Regions from separate parts of the Danio rerio genome. Here region 1 is linked to region 2. The links are chromatin contacts, called in public HiCAR-type maps. All regions are on one chromosome and are shown on one strand. Each heading gives the region's core, a stretch centred on a gene start, on an enhancer-like site or on the middle of the called end of the contact. The rest is flanking DNA. Distances are from core to core; before and after follow the strand shown.

Region 1 (2,700 bases), core at 34-2,533, 95 kb before region 2:
GCTGCTTGGATAAACACCTCAGGATCATTGGCACAGAACTGGATGGAGACATCAACATGAAAATGACACTCATGCAGCAAAACATACTCTCCATCTCTTCGTATTGAGGTAAAGTTAGTTGTATATTCACACATTCGTTCAGTGCAACCTGTGACATGTTCCCAATATTGTTTACCATGGTACTTTGAACATTCGGCCTGAAATCACATGCACTTAAATCAGAATCAGTTTTATTGCCAAGTGTGCTTTACACACAAGGAATTTGTTTTGGCTACAGAAGCTTCCAGTATACATAAAGTGACAAGTGACAACACAAATATGAAAAAAAGGAAGATAAACATTAAACGGAGATGCAGTTAGTCAAAAAAGATCTGGATGGTAAATTGCATGTACATATTTGATATAAATATACAGGTAAACAACATTAGCACTATTTAGTTGACTGTGAACAATGTTGTACTTTGATAGCCACTGGCTGCTAATATGATGCAAAGAAGTATACTTTTCTGAAAATATATTATTAAGCAGAAAGTCCGTGAATGTGTGAATTTAAAACCAACTTCACCTCAATTCTCTACTGTCCACAGACCCACCTGAGTGATGAGGGGTCGGTCCTCCTGGTTGACCTCGCTGTAGAGGTTTTCCCGGCGGTAGTTGGCATCTCGGACGAAGACCTGTGCGTGCAGCATGGGTGTGTAGCAGAGCTCTGCGCCATGTCTGCGGCTCAGCAGCCTCCACGCCAGCTCGCTCTGATCCACCATGGGCGCGACCACGAAGCGCGCGCCCTTCAGAGTGCGCCTCCAGAACTCGAACCCGAGGGGTTTCGTCATGCTGCCTGCCTACATAGGGTGAAACATTAATACTATTGTAACGTTAAACAAATAAGGTCACAGTCGAGGATATGATTTGCTTGCATGCCTAATGTGTTACCATAACTTAACGTAGGCAAACGTGTATTGTACGAGTAATAGAGTATAGTATGAGCATTACATTTAGATGTGCGAAGTCATTGTTTACTTCACATTTTAAAATGTGTTTCAGCAAAATAAGCTGAAGAGGTTGGACTCACGGAATGGGATGTAAAAAAAAAAAAGAAATAGACCTTAATGCACACAAAAGGCAAACCCTTTGAGTTGGCTTTTATATTAACTTTGAGTTGTCATTATTTTAAATTACGCTGCATTTAAATGAGAACTAAGTACTTACAGTAGCTTGTGGTACAGCCAGACTGCGATATATGCGGCACATGAACTGTTGTATGTGTCGCGGTGAAATACAGCCGTGAGGAAACATTGCACCGATAGATTTATTCCGGGTGCGATTAAAACACGCATCTCTTTTGGTAAGACTTATCAATGAACTGTAAATTTATGTCTTTGTAAAACCAGACGTACGTGTCATATTTTTAATGTACCGATGTATTCTTTTTATATGTGATCAAGTTTGTATATGTCCGTATTTGCATCAGTTTAATGGAGAGAGGACTAGAAATTGGACCATAGGCATTTACAAGCATAACAATATTTTTTCTTTCTATAATTTTGTATTTTCTATAATTGTTTACTGATATTTGTATACTAAAATGTTTACCTCTGTACAATCGTGCTGCACTTACAACGTTCCACTAGGTGTCTCTGTAAACTCAATCATGCTGTGGAGATAGAGCCTATGAAGGCCCTATTTCATTTACAGTTTTTCTGAGTGGCTTTGGTGCATTTCTCACAACACTATTTACATTTGCACTACAGTTAATGCATTTCTCAAAACAATTAGTCATTTGTGCACATCCTAGTAGCAGTTTCTCATTCCTTCCAACACATTGCAAATGCTTTTGAGCATGCTTCAATTGCTTTCATACAACTCTGCTGTTTATAACATTATCATTTGCTTATGTCATGTCAGTCAAAATTAACTAAACTTCTGAATGCTGAATAGTCATTCCATATAAAACTAATAGTCCTTATTTCATTACTTGAGTCATTACATACAAAAATGTTGAACTAGTTGTCAAAATATGTCAAGCAATTTTTTCCCCTGAAAATGTTTCCTAAATTGAACAATTTCATGAATGATTTACAGACCTGTGTGTTGTAGGTTCAGTTCCAATATGTACTGCAATATCATTTACAATCATGCTTCCAAAGTAAGTTTATGTTTGTTGTAAATAAGGGTGTGTTTATTCTTTTGCACAATGCTGTGAGTGTGAATACATTATAATTGCAAAGAGCAAATGCAGTAAAAATGTGAAACATACATATCCAGTGTCTTGTACACAGATACCTCACTAAATGCAGTGATGTCTAACTTTACTGTAGTTTTCAAATGGCTGTGCAAATAACATGCTGTCTTGAGCATTTTCCGGAAGTGTCACCAAAATCTGACTTTTTATTTTTTTCCATTGGAAAAAATGTGCAGAGTAAACTGTCATAATGAAAACATGACAAAGCCATTGGACTATCTTGTTCATAAACAATGGTGTCAGGACTTTTCATCTTGAAGACACTTTCAATGACATCAATACTTGTTCTAAATGAGTGAGCTTTCCATTTTGAGCAAGTGACACACTTTTGCTGGTTATCAACTAGGTTTTGCCGTTTGTACTAATTGATTTGAGAAATGCATTAACTGTTGTGCACATGTAAATAATGTTGTGAGAAATGCACCAAAGCCACTCAGAAAAGCTGTATTATTTTCAATGTC
Region 2 (2,700 bases), core at 84-2,583:
TTTGTTTTTCTTTTTTTAACACCATCCCAACTAATATGGTTATATTTACGACAAGATGCAAGTTTGTTTCACAATAAAAGAGCAACTCCAGCGTTATGGCTGGATGTGACATTTGCAGTAAAAATTTAAAACATAAAGTCACATGGAAATTATATGTTAACATTATATTGAAACTTTTGTTTGTATTTTCCAAACCAACTAACCACAGAGTTACGGGATCAGAAAAATATCAATCTCTGAACATTTTCAGATTTCAAATGAGGAAATAAACATGTATTATGATTGTGAAAAAAAGTTACCGTATACAACATAGTTTATAGAAATTCTGTAAATTAAAAGGATAAGATTTATCTCGCTACAGAACAAAACTGATTCGTTTTATTTTAGATTTTTGCAGTTATGAGGAAAAAGCTTTGTTATGGATGTGACTTCTCTATGTTATGGATGTAATAGATGTGAAATTGCCACTTGTGTGACTTTGGTAAATCAAATATAATAGTTTCAAAACATTGACAGAAACATGTTTGAGTATAAAGTACAGTAAAATACTTGCTTATGCAAAAAAGCAGATTCAGTTTTGCTATCTTGGTGAAAACTTCATTTTTTTTTCATGGCAAGGTTGACATTTGCATGGAATTGCTCAAAACTTAACATTAGGTTTCTACTCCCCCCTCTCCCTTTCAGTTGGATACTACATTTGGATTTTCCTGATTAAAACCAATTAAAAAGTATTAACAGAATAAAGAAGTTCCTTAAAGGTGAATACTGCAAGAATTGCAGTCAAGTAAGCTTTTTAGATATTTAATAATGTAAAGGAGTAAACAGAATACTCAGACAGATAGTCTGTTGATGTTTTCACTTTTACACTTACATGTTTATCGTTTTAAACGATTAAAATGTATTATTCCATTGTTCTTGACTATATGAATATAATCATTTATGCTCATCGTCTTTCATTAGAATCAACCGACTCGGTTTCGGTTAATCTCACGACTAACTGGATACAAATGAAACAACGGTCAACATCTTTCGGTTTCGGTTTGTCTCTCAAGTTACAAAACATTTCACTATATCTCCTCTCATGTTGCAGTTCCATTCATCATGACTAACAATAAAAACCAAAAACCCATAAATAGATACCCTACAACTTTCCTCAGTGTTAAATTGAACACATTTCATACCTTCATAAAAGCTCACAGCAAACAGCAGCACGACCAACATGCCAATCCACGACCGCGCCATCATTAATGACCTCAGGCTCTCTCAAACGGCTGCCACATTGGCTTGTGTCTGATGGACCAACGCCGACTATAAGTACTCAAACCCAAACCCCGAGCAATGTGATGTGCGGAACAGCATCATATGACTCTAGTCAGCTGACGAACAGGGAAATAAACCACATGGTGTCCCTTCCACACCGACAGAGCGCAGCAGAGTGTGTTAGAAACCGGCGGAAGCCGTCGTTTAAAACACTGAGCGCCTCCATCATCCTCATGACTGTACTGTAACGTAGTGTAGTGTTCAGGCATGGCCACCTCCAGCCTCAACACTGCCAGGGTTAGGTTGTATTTTGACTATCCTCCTCCTGCAACACCAGAGTGTCGGATGTGTTGGTTGCTGGTGGACCTGAACAAATGCCGAGTTGTCGCAGATCTTTCCAGCATCATAAAGGAAAAGTTTGGCTACAGCCGCAAGACTATTTTAGACCTGTTTATTGAGGAATGCTACCTGCCTTCTGCTGAAAGTATTTATATAGTACGTGATAATGACAGTGTAAGGTAAGAAGTTGTGTTGGGGATCAACATTTAAGAATAGTAGCCGTTGTTTTACTATGAATAAAACTAAAATGTAATAATTGGCAGCATAGTAACAGAAAACCATTCATGTTTTTTTTTACACTTACTACACCATAGTTTAACCATGTTCTTTTGCTGTAAACCTGCCTATATAAACGTGACTCTGGACTACAAAATCAGTCATAATTGTCAGTTTTTGAAATTGAGATTTAAACACCACCAGAAATTTATTAATGTATGGTTTGTTAGGATGGAACCACTTTTGGCTGAGATACAACCATTTGAATTTGAATCAGAAAAAAATCCACATATTCAGAAAATTACATGTAAAGTTCCTAGCTACAGTATACTTATTACTAATCAAAAATTGAGTTTTGTATTTACATATTTTAATATTTACGGTTGGACATTTACAAAATATCTTCATGGAACATGATCTTTACTTCATAGTGTTTTGAATTTGAAGAGGACTTTTGAAAGTCCAGGAAAACCAGGAGGACTTTTGGGTATCTTCAAAGCAGAAACCTTTCATAAGAACTCATCGTCGCTGTGGCATTCATCGAAAAATCTCTCTACTACTGCAGCTAGCACTCACTTAAATACATAATTTAGTGGGCAGTGCTTATTAGTGGAAAGTAAAGCTGCCATTATAGGATTAGTACATAAAACTTGTTTTTAGGGGCTTTGCCTGAATTACTCCTTCATTTGTTAGACAAAAGACACAACCGTGCTTTAACTGACAATATGGCATATCTGACATTATGCGTTTCTTTACATGCTACTGTATTTCACACATAGGCAGTCAGATCTGACATTACATTACATTGGATACATGATACTGTCCCTTGCACCTCAGAATGCAACTTACAATGTAAAAGCATAACTTCTATATTTAAAGAAATGT

The links. HiCAR-type assays count read pairs that join an accessible place to other places.
Region 1: a contact with region 2 is called in a HiCAR-type map of caudal fin, with 3 times the contacts expected there. The contact joins the promoter of dus1l here to the promoter of scpep1 in region 2. A contact is called at or near these places in 2 of 4 datasets of contacts at active chromatin or transcription factors (caudal fin and embryo).

Annotation. Positions count from the first base shown.
Region 1 is chr3:35,079,815-35,082,514 of GRCz12tu, reverse strand. It overlaps dus1l (dihydrouridine synthase 1-like (S. cerevisiae)), which reads right to left and starts at 1,283. Exons shown (of 14, transcript NM_199617.2): 1 at 1,207-1,283; 2 at 594-839; 3 at 1-38. The coding sequence starts at 1,248.
Region 2 is chr3:34,984,411-34,987,110 of GRCz12tu, reverse strand. It overlaps scpep1 (serine carboxypeptidase 1), which reads right to left and starts at 1,333. Exons shown (of 13, transcript NM_200192.1): 1 at 1,182-1,333. The coding sequence starts at 1,245. It overlaps coil (coilin p80), which reads left to right and starts at 1,412. Exons shown (of 7, transcript NM_131512.2): 1 at 1,412-1,778. The coding sequence starts at 1,528.